Regions from separate parts of the Sus scrofa genome. Here region 1 is linked to region 2. A link is a contact called in public Hi-C data. All regions are on one chromosome and are shown on one strand. The core of a region is the stretch at or near the end of the contact, and the rest is flanking DNA. Distances in the headings are between cores, read along the strand shown. Region 1 overlaps FARS2 (phenylalanine--tRNA ligase, mitochondrial). Region 2 overlaps LYRM4 (LYR motif-containing protein 4).

The links. Hi-C and Micro-C count contacts between places; a contact is called where the count stands out from the background.
Region 1: a Hi-C map of liver shows a contact between it and region 2, with 1.9 times the contacts expected there. The contact joins two enhancer-like sites. A contact is called at or near these places in 14 of 47 Hi-C or Micro-C datasets (alveolar macrophages, blood, embryonic fibroblasts and 8 more) and 1 of 2 datasets of contacts at active chromatin or transcription factors (skeletal muscle).

The regions. Positions count from the first base shown.
Region 1 is chr7:3,227,671-3,234,367 of Sscrofa11.1, reverse strand. The region is part of intron 1 of FARS2 (phenylalanine--tRNA ligase, mitochondrial); the gene reads right to left. Among named protein-coding and RNA genes, the nearest start is that of FARS2, 38 kb to the right of the region's middle. Within about 2 kb of position 1,722, at least 4 of the 83 cell types and tissues checked have an H3K27ac peak or open chromatin away from gene starts, as enhancers often do. A contact at or near this core is called in liver, where this site is marked.
Region 2 is chr7:3,092,563-3,100,163 of Sscrofa11.1, reverse strand. The region is part of intron 2 of LYRM4 (LYR motif-containing protein 4); the gene reads left to right. Among named protein-coding and RNA genes, the nearest start is that of PPP1R3G, 47 kb to the right of the region's middle. Within about 2 kb of position 1,708, at least 12 of the 83 cell types and tissues checked have an H3K27ac peak or open chromatin away from gene starts, as enhancers often do. A contact at or near this core is called in liver, where this site is marked.

The DNA of each region.
Region 1 (6,697 bases), core at 473-2,972, 130 kb before region 2:
GAACTCCAACTTCTGTTCCGACCTGCCTCCACCGCCCCAGCCCCGGCCCCGGCCCAGGCCGCCAGGAATTGTCCAACTGCTTCCTCACGCGGTCTCCTGGCCTCCGCCTCACCCCGTGGAGTGAGTGTGGCAGGGTCAGGGCTCTCTCCACGCAGCTCCGACAGCGAGATCCTTTACCACGCCTGGCACCTCCAGCGCCCGACCTCCGCCTAACGGGAGGCGACCTCCAGTGACACACACCCTGGTACAGGGGGCAGGACTTGACTAGGAAGACTACCACCTCCAGGACTGTGCGCTGTTCCGGCAGAGGTGAGAGGTCCCTCATCAGCTGAAGCGGGGTTCATCAGGAGGGAGGTCAACCGGGGCGGGGGGGCAGGCCCTGGGCCGCGGCCCCGCCAGTTCCGTGGGGGTCTACTCAGGGCCTCAGGAAGCTGAAGAGCTACGCAGCAGATTGCAGCGGAAAGGAAAGACACGTATGTGCACCAGGTGACGGGGCGGGAGGGGGGGGCAAACACACCCACACAAACCTGGTGGGTGGTGTCCGCTGCTGTGCAGAGGGGAGAGTCTGAGCTGGGAAACAGGACACCACGAAAGCAAGTTCATGAGCAAGAGAGTTACAGGTGTAATTTTAAGAAAGACAACTGCTGTATCTAATGAAAAAGTTCCGATTCTAGTCTACATAACAATTGGCCTGCTAAGACAGCCATCCATAAAGGCTGGATTTTAGTTTCGTTTTTTTAACCCCAAATTTCACCTTCCCAATCTCACCAAGCTTCTGCCTAGAAATATAAAAAGAGTATATACAATAATCTATTTTAAAATCTGCTTTAAGGAGTTCCCGTCGTGGCTCAGTGGTTAACGAATCCGACTAGGAACCATGAGGTTGCGGGTTTGATCCCTGGCCTTGCTCAGTGGGTTAAGGATCTGGCGTTGCCGTGAGCTGTGGTGTAGGTTGCAGACACGGCTCGGATCCTGGCTCTGGCGTAGGCCAGCGGCTACAGCTCCAATTCGACCCCTAACTTGGGAACCTCCATATGCCATGGAAGCAGCCCAAGAAATGGCAAAAAGACAACAACAAAATCTGCTTTAAATAAGTTTTCAAGGCTACAATTTTAACAAGTTTCCCCTAAAATTGTATTTGTGCTACCAAAAACAGGAACGGATTCCATTGGTTCACTAGGAAGGAAATGTGATAATTTCCAACTACTTTTCCACACAATAAAGAGGGATGTTCTCTTAGGTAAGTTATGAGATCATGTCTACCAGATAGTAGCTACTTTATCATCAATCATTTAAAAAATTTAGGCCTTTAGCTCATAGAAGAACATAAGACAGAAAGTAATGAAATATTACTGGCTACAATATAACGATCTAAAAAGTTCAAATGAATCGACTGATAACTATTAGAACAAATAACAGTTTGGTGAAGGGAAGGAACTGAACATTTTTAGAAATCAAGAGCATTCTTGGCTATTGATAACCTGAGGGCTGTCCCAACCATAGCCATCCGGTGATAGTTATATGGAAAAAACACATCTTTTACAAGGACAAATACAGAGGCCTCTTTGAAGCAAATGACCAAAATGTACAACAAACCATGAGAGAAGAGCAGAAAAAAAGAGAGATACCTTGGATATACGAAGAGTGACTGGTATAATGGCCAGCTCGAGCCACATTAGTTTAATGTAATTCCCAATGGAAATTTCTACAGGGGGTGGGGAGGGTAGGAGAAGGACTTTAAACATCATCCCAAAGTCCAGGAATTTGTGAAACATAAGAAGCAACAATAATGAAAACTGGCAAAAGAACTGACACAGCAAACAGATTCTGAGATATATAAAACTGCAATATACATATCCTCATTAACCAACAAAAGTAACATACATCCTCATTAACCAATGTAGAAACAGCTTATATAAGAGCAGTGTTAAGAAACTAAGTATTTGGGAGAAAAATGATCTGGTCTTCACTTCATGCCATGTGCCAAGGAGAGTTCTGCTATGTTTAAAAATAAGAAAAAAATAGAAGAAATACTGGTAATTCTTCAACTGGTCTGGGGCTAGGAAGGACGGTTTAACAAGCAAATGAAATAAATTAAAGAGACATGTATTTGGCTCCATGAAAATTTAAGACTTTTGATGTTTACAAATACCAAAAAATGTGAAAGGCTGCAAGAGAAAGCGGTAAACAGTTCTGCCCGATGACAGAGTCAGCCACTGTTTACTTGAGCTCAGGGACAGAGTATCAGCCTTTGAAATGCTGATGGACTTTTCCAGATCTGCCGCCTTATAAATAGTTCTTCGCACCATTTTAAACGCAGACCTGGGAAACACGAGCATGTCTTTTACTTCAAACACAAATCTGGGCTTTTGAAACTAGTTTATGTGCACAGATTTACGAGCTGCCATGCATGTGGAGAAGTGCCTTTGGTTTTAGGAACCCTTTGAAAAGACTCCCAGCTTCCAGTTACACGAGCATGAAACTGTCTCTGAGACTTTTCCAAACCATCAGACTGTCACATCTTTGTTCTTTCAGAGAAAAAGCCCATCTTATTTTATAACTCTAAAATGATATATTTAGAACTAAGATTTTTTTTCCCTCCACTGTGAACTTTCTTACCAAAAAAACAACCTAACTTTTTGGGTTGTTTTAATCCCAAAGGAAAGAGTGTCTGATAAATTATGTCCACTGAAAAAAAAAAGAAAAAGAAAGCACGAGAGTTGTGAGTTCAGTTTTATTGGGGGCAAAATGAGGACTCTAGCCTGGGAGACAGCCTCCCTCCCAGCTTGGAGGAACTGCTCCCAAGGCTGGGGTGGTGCTGCAGGGGTTCAGCACACGTGAGATTTGGGTGAGGGGGGACCCTGCAATGAAGCACACATTTCAGCAGAAGGTTGCTGCTAGTCGGAGGCGCAGATGTCTTCATCAATGATTGCACTGCTTTTCTCGAGAAGATGCAAGCGATCAGGCTCCTACAATCTCCTCCTGAAAGCATCTCACCACCTGAAGGCCTGCTCCGAAACTCTGCCCTGGACTCTCTTCAGGAGGTGTCAACGGTCAGCAACTGCAGTGACCAAGGACTATATTCTTATAGAGCGCCAGCGACAGTTTTTAGTTGGCAATAAAAATAAAACACGATCGGAGAAAACGGCTGAAAATGAATGGTTCGGCTACATGTACGCGTCTGTAACTTCATACGCAGTCTCACGAGAACCCTGTGCTGAAGCGATACGTCCCGCTGTTTCTCTACGTGGGACCAGAACACTCAGTGAGCGGGGGCAGCGCTTCTGAGGTTCCTTGCTGTCCGAACAATGAAGGCGAAACACTTGCCCCAAAGGTATGAAAAGAATGGAGCTAGATGTTTGGGCATCCACTGCAGCCCACACTCCCTGTACGTGCAAGTACCACCACTCACTGTCTGCCAGGAGGACTAAAGAAAAGTTATCTGTGTTTATAAATCAAATGTTAAATGTTTTACTTTGTACATTGTTAAATATCGTATGTTCTTTGATGACTGGTCGCACAATTTCTCCATAAACTTAAATCTCCGGTAGTAACAGAGAAAAACTAATTCACGACATGTCTACACACTGAATCACCCAATATACTAGTAGGTCACCTAATAGCACTGCTAAAGTATTCAAGAAAACTGATTCCCATCATAATTTCTAATGGCTCGAGAACATGGTAATTTTCACCTAAGAGAATTTGTTCGGAAGAAGCAGGGCTTGAAATTGTTTCCATCCAAATGACATCTGTGTATTTAACTAAATCAGTTCTAGGCTGTTCACACTGAAAAAGAACAACATCCAAAAACCTAAGCGCGGGACACAAAGATGAAAAACACACCCGTGAAGAGTTTTAGGAACACAGCCCATCCAAACAGCAAAGCTGCCCTGCCGCAGCCTGAAGCAGAAACGCTGACACCAGGCACCGCATGTGGCCCCCTGTGCACCGTCCCTTCAGTTACTGCTCCACTTCCACGCGCCACGGTTTCCGGGGAGCATCTGTGCCCCTCTCTGGCCTCGGTCCTCACAAAGGATCAGATGGGGCAGAACTGAAAAAGGCAAGGAATTTGCAAATGCGCGAGGTGTGAGTCACTGGTAGCAGTCAAGACCCCGAGAGGAAGACACCACATTGGAAGCATATATATATATATATATGTGTGTGTGTGTATATATATATATATGCATCTTTAGGCTAAACTCCTAAAAGCTGGACTGAAAGGGCAAATGGTTTACGCATTTTATTTTATTTTGTCTTTTTTAGGGCCGCACCCACGGCATATGGAGGTTCCCAGGCTAGGAGACGAATTGGAGCTGCGGCCGCTGGCCTACACCAGAGCCACAACAACACGGGATCCGAGCCGCATCTCTGACCTACACCACAGGCCAGGGATCGAACCCACATCCTCATGGATGCTTCAGGTTCGTTAACTGCTGAGCCAGGAACTCCAGTTTACGCATTTTAAACTTGAACAGATAAGGCCAAGTGGCCCGCCCCGCAGGAGGTCACTGGTTAGGAGCCACCGAGGAGCCGTGAGTGTCAGATCCCCTTTGTGACCCTGTGCGTGATCAGATCATTTTACCTCTGTACTGCCTGAGGATGTACTAACACTCACACCCATTTGTAAAAAGATTTTCTTTCTTTTTTTTTTTTTTTTTTTTGCTTTTTAGGGCCACACATGTGATGCCCTGCTAGAGGCTGCTCCAAGTACCAAGAGGCCAGTCAGACAAGTGAAGCAAAACAGCTGCGAGGAGGCAGTTTCACAAGGAACAGCTGCCAAGAAAAATTTCTAAAACGCAGTTGTTAAGCAGCAACCAGCAACTGAGAAAGGCCGCCTCCCCTGCTCTAGGTGATAACATTCTGGAAAAAAGGTTCAAGCCTGGGGAGACGGGCCTCGGCCCACACTTTCTAGCGTCACTCCGGGACCCTCCTGCAAACACCTACTTGATGTGATCGTGCTGCTCCGCTAAGGCCATCGAAAGCTACACCGTGGGACTTCACTAGTCTGTGCTCTGTAACTTCTGATCACTGCAATGCAGTCTTTGCAAACCAGGACAGCAGCAGACTCTAACAAAATCAAGAGCTTTGAAAGGAAAAGTCCTGGGTTCAAATCCTAGACCCATCTTAACTGGCAAGTCCTTTAATCTCTTAAAGCCATTCATTCCTTGTTTGCACAACGGTTACAAGCGCTCTGCAGGTGACATGAGCTAATGTTCTATATACATCATGCCATATACATATACAGGTGGCACTTAGGAGGGTGCCTGGCACACGATGGGTGAGTTCTACATGAAAACGTCTTTCTCCTCCCTTCCCACCTATTTCAAGTAAAATCAAAATACACAGGATCACTGAAATATTGACTCTTTCCAAGCATATGGTTTAGTTTTCTCTAATTCTGCTGACAGAATTCCATCCAAAAAGTTACCAGAAAAGTACTTGGTGAAGGAGAACGCCTAGACAATTCAAAACGTGGAACGGTGCATTTTAGAATGGTACTAATACCCTCCCCCCAAAGCATTTGGGATTAAATTTAAAAAATCATATCAGAAATTCAAAGTTAGTATAACTGTTGATTTGGTCCATAAACCTGAGAACTGAATCAACTCTGCATTATTGACTTTGCGGAACAAATGCAAGCGCCTACCATCTGCCCTCCTAAGCTCCTCAACGCCAAACCACTGGGTTCTAAGCCCGGACCTGATTAAAACCACCCCTCCCTGTGAGCTGACCCTCCCACCTTCACACTTCGGCCCTGGGAGCTGGAGCAGCACCTCACAGGCAGGACCCTCACAGGTGGTGTGGACGCCAAGCTAACGGGCATCTCCTCTCCGACCCTAAAGCAGCTGACACCCCGTGAAGCACAGGTGCAGGCCTTCGGGGGCCCTGAAAGTCAGGTTCTCCGTGAAGGCGCGCTTTTATTGTATTTTCTCACTGTTTTGAGGTGTGGCTCCCTTCCGACGGGCGCGTGCTTTTAAACACAGCCCTGTGGGGTTAATCTGAGCAGATAGGTTTGTTAGGTATGGCACCAGCCACAAAAGCCAGCCAGAAACTGCTAGAGCAGCATCTTCCAAACGTCACATAAATAAACCTGCAGGATTCCTAACATTCCGCGCTTTCAATTAGCCTTTCTATGCTCCGCTCATTTCTGTTTTATAACCATATACGTCTTCCTGGTGCTTCCTCGCACTTCATCTATTGGCAGGAAAGCACCGCCAGCCTAATGTAATGTCATGCATTTATGCAGTGCTTTTAATTAAACCATTCTGGAACCTCCTTAGCATTCCGATGAGGACGCTGAGTCACCTCCCTTGTGGTGGGGGCAGTTTAGATTGCTGGGCATTTCCAGAGCCCACCCAGGGCTCGCCACACAGCAGGTGCTCGGGTCTGTCACTGACACCAGAGCGACACAGTCTTGGGTTTGACGCCCGGCTCCAGGCCTTTCCAAACCTAACCTGGACAAGTCAGGCTACCTCTTAGGACTTTCGTTTCTTGTCTGAAAAGTGGGGGCGGAGAAAAGCCACTGCAAAGAGTTTCTGTGACAATTACATGAAATAACGTATTAAAGGTCATTGGCAGAGTAGCTGGGGTGTTGGGGCTCAGAAATTACAGGCGCTTTTCACTGAACCCCACGTGCACCCTCAGGGACGTCCTGAGATGGTAAATTACAGGCAACGCTGGACGATGGGCTCAG
Region 2 (7,601 bases), core at 459-2,958:
CAGATGTAACAAATGTGCAGTTACTTTTTATAGACACGAAAACTCCAGATTTTAAAAATGTAAGTTCAGGGGAGTTCCTGTCGTGGCTCAGCAATAACAAAACGCGACTAGAATCCATGAGGATGCAGGTTCGATCCCTGGCCTCGCTTAGTGGGTTAAGAATCTGGCGTTGCCATGAGCTGTGGTGTAGGTCACAGACGAAGCTTGGATCCCGAGTTGTCGTGGCTGTGGTGTAGGCTGGCAGCTGTAGTTTCAGCTCAACCCCTAGCCTGGGAACTTCCATATGCCACAGGTGTGGCCCTAAAAAGAGATAGATAGATAGATAGATTCAGGAGTTCCCTGGTGGCACAGCAAGTTAAGGATCTGGCATTGTCACGTCTATGGCATGGGTTCAATCCTGACCCAGGAACTTCCACAGGCACAGCCAAAAAGAAAAGGGAAAAAAATGTGAACGTTCAAAATAAAACTCTAGTAAGATGCACATAAAATTTTCCCTTCCTAAGTATTTTTAAGTACACTGTTGGATTTGGGGTGGGGGGCAGCACCCGAGGCATATGGAAGTTCCCAGGCTAGGGGTTGCATTGGAGCTACAGCTGCCGGCCTACACCACAGCCACAGCAACACTGAATCCTTAATCCACTTAGTGAGGCCAGGGATCAAACCTGCATCCTCGTGGATACTAGTCAGAGTCATTTCCGCTGCACCACAACTGGAACGCCACGTATTAGATTTTTAACAGGCTCTTATTGATTAAGAACCTAAGAAATGCAAGGAAGCGCCAGGCCTCACAGGCTCACAGGTGCAAAGCCAGTTGAAGCACCAGGTGACATTCATAAACTTTCTTTGGGCTGCAGAGAAGGGCCTCGGCCGCAGACGGGAGTACCTGTCAGGCTGAAACACTTCCGCTCCGTGAAACGCTTAGCGGTCCCCAGCGTGACCGGACCTGCACGTGGCCCCCTGCAAGGCTAACCCTGTGTGTAGATGCCCTCACGGTGTGCGCACCGATTCCCCTGCCTCCAAAAACGTGTCAAATCTTAAACTTCGTTTTTTTGGGTTTGTTTTTTTTTTTTGTCTTTTTGTCTTTTGTTGTTGTTGTTGTTGCTATTTCTTGGGCCGCTCCCGCGGCATATGGAGGTTCCCAGGCTAGGGGTTGAATCAGAGCTGTAGCCACCGGCCTACGCCAGAGCCACAGCAACTTGGGATCCGAGCCGAGTCTGCAACCTACACCACAGCTTACGGCAACGCCGGATCGTTAACCCACTGAGCAAGGGCAGGGACCGAACCCGCAACCTCATGGTTCCTAGTCGGACTCGTTAACCACTGCGCCACGACGGGAACTCCTAAACTTCGTTTTTTTTAAAATAGCTTGCGTAGTATTAAGCACAATTAAATCAAAAGCGTCAAAGATCAGCAAAGAGCTACTGATTTAAAACCAAACGTACTCCCCAGGTCCCTAACCCCAGCTTAGCTTCTGTAAATACAGTGTGACCAGTGTCGTGAGTTGAAGCTGATGTTCTGGTGCCTACCTTTGAAGTGCGGTATTGATTGTTGGTCTAGTTAGGATGCATTAGCCGTGTGGCTAGCGTTGCCGTGATGGGCTGGCTTGAACTTTGATTCTGGGCTCGTAGCCCAGATGAGTCACAGCTCCGAGCTCAGCAGCTCCTGTCCTTTGGAACAGGCTGCTTCCCTGGGCCCCCACCCCCACAGCAGAGACTTTAATGCCGCTTTGCTAAGGATGCTGACGCGATGGCGCTGAGTTATGTGCATAACGTGCTCGGCCTAAGTGCCGGGAACTTGGTAGGTGCTCAGTGAACACTCATATTCCTCCTCCTCTGGGATTAACTTCTTGATCTACAGCAACCACTTGGAGGTCCTTCTCTGATTTTAAAAAGACTGGGAGTTCTCGTCGAGGCTCAATGGTTAACAGACCCAACTAGCATCCACAAGGCCACGGGTTCAGTCCCTGGCCTTGCTCAGTGGGTTAAGGATCCAGCGTTGCTGTGAGCTGTGGTGTAGGTTACACAGAAGTCTCGGATCCTGCATTGCTTGGCTGTGGTGTAGGCTGGCGGCTTCAGCTCTGATTCGACCCCTAGCCTGGGAACCTCCACTTTCCGAGGGTGCGGCCCTAAAGAGACCAAAAAACACGAACCGTTTACTTCTTTAAGGCTTTCACATATTAGTATGATTGTGGAGAGCAGAATTCTGTGTCTACAGGAAAAGCCCATTTTTCCCTCTGACTTTTCTTAAAGATCTCTAGCACTTGCTTCGACTTAAAATCCAAAATACCTCTTCCTTTGTGCCATAGCCCTAACACTCTTGCACTTTTTGCTCCCAGTCTTAAGTCCAAAACCATATCGGACACCAGGTTTGTTTTCTGTTGCATCTTTATGTTTTCTTGAGTTTTCAGCTGGAAATATATTCTTACGTAATCCTTAAGTACTGCTCAAATGTCATAGTACATACGGCTTTCGTAACCTGCTCTAGAAATTACTCATTGTTCTTAACTGGTTACCGATTCAAAATCCTCTAACTAAGGAAAACCACTTAATATCACTTTTTTCTATGCGTGAACTTTGACAGAAATGTTTTCTTTTTTGTCTTCATGAAATTTACTTCCTAATACCCTCTCAGAGCCCGTATCTACCATGAGTCTTTTTTGGAATTCTTGTTCAACTCCTGGAAGACAGCACCACCTCTTTCTGGGGGCCCCTACAGCCCCCAGTACATTTTGAGGCAAGGCAGCAGTGGGATTGCAGCAGCTGGGTGAGTCACAGCTGCGGGGGTCAGTGTGGGACAGACAGCCTGGCTTTCTCTGCCGCTCACCTGAACTCAGAGCCGCTCGTGTAGGCTGGTGCTGGGAGAGGCAGACCAGAAACGGGGCTTTGCCGAACTAGGAGGGGTGCTCCACCTCCCTCAAAAACGTGTCCTGCTGCAGATGATTCCGCTGGTGGTGCCCAGGCAGCTTTTGCAAGGACAGAGCCTGTCAACTCTTCCTCTACTTTGAGCCTGGACAGGAGGTATCGAGAAGAGAGCAGTGATTCTTTTTGGGGAGCAGGTCCACAGAAAAAGTAAGCAGTTTTAATTAACCAGAGTAACAGTACATTAGGTGCAGAATATGAAAATGTCCACCAGCCAGGGGAAGTGATTTGAAATACAAGTAGAGATACAGACAGGTAGCAAAGTCAATATTTAAAGGACTCTAGAGTTCTCAGAAGAGGGAACTCGAAGAGATGCTCAGTATCAACACAGTGAGATTACAAACTGCAGACTTTGCTGGCCTTTTAAAGCGCTCACTGAGTGGAGCCAGCGCCAGGCGTTTGGCTTCCGATGGTCTGGCGTTCTCCGGACAGAGCCTGGAAGCAGCCGTTCTGTATCAGGCTTAAGCAGCAGCGGTACAATCCAAGAATTCCACCCCAGACACAGAGCCGGGAGGAGTGGACGCATGCATCCGCGCAAAAGGGTGACCGGTGTGCTCGCAGCAGCACTGTTCACACTACCAGGAGGTGGAAACGACCCAGTGTCCGTCCCGTGATGGGTGGACAGACAGAACATGATGTGTCCGTGCCGTAGAGGAATGAAGTTCTAGAACCTGCCACAGCGTCGGGGACCCTTGAAAACAGGAGACTGAGTGAGAGAAGCCAGGCCCCAAAGGACACATTTTGACATAAGGTCATTCGTTCTCATGAATGACCGGAGTAGGCAAAGCTGTGGAGACAGGAGGTGGGTCAGTTAGTGGACGCCAGAGGCTGGGGATGTGGGAGGTGAGGCAGGTGACGGCGAACAGGTGCGGAGCCTCTTTGTTTGGGGTCATGAGGCCGCATTGTGGTGATGGGCACGCCGCTGAGGGTCAACTGAAAGCCAGGAATCGGGCCCTGTGGGTGGGTTGGTGTGAGGGGCTGTGAGGTGGTCTCCAGTCATAAGGCTGTTAGGAAGGAGAAGAGAACCAGGCGGGGACCGGACTCTCGGTAGGCCTCCCCGGAAGCCAGGAAGGTCTGCTGCCATCCTGGGGTGTCTGTTCCGAGGGCAGCTCGGCCCGTGGGGGAAGAAGCTGTGATCAGAGCCGGAGGGACTCGCCTTCACCTGGGCGCCCCTTCCTCAGCCACGACCCGGACCAGAAACGGAAGAAATGCAGCCAGCAGAAGCGTCGAGCGCTGTGTGCCGAGCACTGAGCCAGCACTTAACCAGCACTAGCCATTTATACAAGGTTGGCGTTACCCCGTTTTGTAAGTGAGGAAGCAGCCTCCAGGTTTAGGTAACAAACCCAAGGTTTCAGAGCCAGTAGGTGGCAGAGCGAGGTCGTAAACCAGGTTTGTCTTAGGACAAAGCCCTGGATGGGAACACAGATTTGTCCTGCCTTCTCACTTTCCACCCCCAGCCCAGCCTGTTCTAAGGGCAGCAGGAGGGAGTCCCCGTCATGGCTCAGCAGTAACAAACCTGACGAGTCTCCACACCATTTGATCCCTGGCCTCACTCAGTGGGTTAAGGATCCAGTGTTGCCATGAGCTGTGGTGTAGGGCACAGATGAGGCTTGGATCTGTTGTGGCTGTGGCTGTGGTGTAGGCTGGTGGCTGCAACTCCAATTCAACCCCTAGCCCAGGAACTTCCGTGTGCCATGGGTAAGGCCCTAAAAAGATAGATGGATGGATGGATGGATGGATGGATGGATGGATGGATGGATGGATGGATGCAGTAGGAAACTGTGGACAGATTATTATTACAAAGAATGTTGGCTGGAATTACAGTGTGATCTAGCAGTTCCATTGCTGGGCAGTGCCCAAAAGAATTGAAAGCAGGGACTCACCAGATATTTGCATACACTGTTCATCGCATCATTCACAGTAGCCAAAAGGAGAAGCACCCCATGCGTCCATCAGTGAATGGTGGACGCACAGAAGGCGGTACACGCATTCAGCCTCACAAAGGAAGGAAATTCTGTACAGGACACAGCATGGATGAACCTTGAAGACATTATGCTCAGAAAAATAAACCACAGAAGGACAACTCCTGTGTGAGTCCTTGTATGAGGTCCCTAGAGGAGTCACATCATGGAGACAGGATGTGCGTGGTGTTTGCCGGGACTGGGGGAAGCCCGAGGGAGAGGCGGTGCTGCTTGCGGACATGGTTTCAGTTTGGAAAGAAAAGAAAGTTCAAGGGGATGGTGGTGATGTCTGCACTACAGCCTGAAGGTAGTTGATGCCACAGAACTGTACACTTTAAAATGGCAAATTTCATGTGTATATTTTACCACAATAAAAAACAGGATTGGATTCGTTTCAAATTCTAGAGCCTTTTTGAATGGACTCAACAGGAAAATGTAGAAGAAAATCCTTGTCTTTAAAGGCAACAAGGCCCCAGGCATCGCCAGTGAACCCTGCTCAGGGAGCTCATTGCATTACCCTGAAAGCACACGGGGAGTGAATCTGCACGTGCTCGCTGCCCTCACCGTCCTCCCCGCTGCCCTCAGCGTCCTCCCCGTACTCACTCTGCTCACTGCGCCCACTGCTCTTGCTGTGCTCACTGCCCTTGCTGTGCTCACTGCACCCACTGTCCTCACAGTCCCAGGAGGGTGGTTAGCTCGGGAAGGAGGGCAGTGAGCAGGGATGAGTTTTCTTAAACAAATAGACGTTTGCTTACATTTGCCATCTATGTTTGTTTGCAATGGCTATGACTTTTTATTTGTTTTGTTTTGTTTTTACGTTTCTCCCCCTAGCTTTATTGAAGTTTGATTGGCAAATAAAAGTCGTGTGTGTTGAAGTGCAGGACAGGCTGTGTTGGTGCCTGTATACACTGTGAGAGTCCCAAGGTCCCGATGATTCCATACCCATCCCCTCACAGTCGCCTTTTCTGCTGCAGGGAGAACACGTGAGCTCTCCTCTCTAGCACATTTCAAGTGTACAATATATTGTCTTGAACTGTAGTTACTATAGAGTGGAGACGACCCTCGGGCTCCCGAACTTTCTTGTCTCATAACTCAGTTTGTACCCTTTGATCAATCTCCACCTCCCCTCCCCCACCTGGTAACCCCTCTTCTTTGTGCTCTTTGTTGCCGTGAGTTTGACTTTTATTTTCTTTTTAATTCCATGTATAAGGTGACGCCATGCAATATTTGTCTTTTGTTTGTTTGTTTGTTTTTGTTTTTCAGGGCCGCACCCACAGCATATGGAGGTTCCTAGGCTAGGGGTCCAATCGGAGCTACAGCTGCCGGCCTACACCGCAGCCACAGCAACGCCAGATCCAAGCCACATCTGCAATCTACACCACAGCTCTCGGCAATGCCGAATCCTTAACCCACTGAGCGAGGCCAGGGATCGAACCTACAACCTCATGGTTCCTAGTCACATTCATTTCTGCTGCGCCATGACGGGAGCTCCAATATTTGTCTTTTGTGTCTGGCTCATTTCACTTTGCATAATGTCCACGGGTTCATTCATGTTTTCACAAATGGAGAGGTTTTCTTCTTTTTATGTCAGAGCAGTATTCCTCTGTGTTTGAGAGTGTGTGAGTATGAGTGTTGTATGAGTACTGTGTGTGTGTTGTGTGTGTGAGTGTGTGTGTGTGTGTGCGTGCACATGTACCTAGCATTTTCTTGGTCCCTTCATCTGGGGACGGGCTCCTGGGCTGCTCCTGGGTCTTGGCTGTCACGGGCAGGGTCTGCATTGAACTCGGAGGTGCGAGATGTCCTCAAAATACTAGCTCATTTGCTTGGGGTCGATACCCAGAGGTGGGTTGCCGGCTCGTATGGCAGTTCCATGTTTAATTTTTTGGAAGCTCCGTATTGATTTTCAAAGTACCTACACCAGCTTGTTTAAATTTTTATCATGTACCCACCGCCAGCCGTCTACCTTCCATCAGAATTACACATTCGTGGCCAATGGCAAATGCCCACCTGTGCCCAGTCATGTTGTTTGAGAAAATGTTCATTTTAATATGAAACTATTTCAGTACGTCAGTACAGTGCCATTGTTATAACAAATTCACAGTAATTTCTTAATATCATCAAACATGCAGTGTTTGAATTTCCAGTTATCTCACAAATGCAGTTCTTTTCACTTTGTGTGTCTGTGCGTTGGGCTTGGGACCCCGGTGTCCTGGACCGTCTGTCTCTGACCTTCCTTCTCATTAGCGGCTGTTCCCGCGTCTCCCCGTCGGCCCTGATTTCCCTTGTAATTTAGTTCTTGTTCTTGGGTCAGGATTTTGCTGATTTATTGGGTCGCTTATCTTGTATAAAAACTGGTAGTTGGATCTTAGCTAGCTGGGTTCTTGGGCTTGGCTGGATGTTAGGCTCACCCGGGAGCGTTGCCGAATCCTGACGTTTGGAAATGAGGTAACCATGACCTTACTTATCGTCCAGCAAGTCTCCTCCAAAGGAATGGAAACAAGGACGCGTGCACAAGTGTTCACGACAGTGTTACTCACGACAGCCAGAGGTACAAACAACCCACGTGTCCTCCAGCCGAAGAGGGACAAGTGAAAGACGACGCCTGCCTGCCTGCCTGCCTGCCTGCCTGCCGTGGAAGTCAGCCTGAAAGTAATGAATCCCTGATGCGAAGTGGAAGAAGCCTGCCTGACGCAAAGGCCACATATTTTATGGTTCCGTTTAT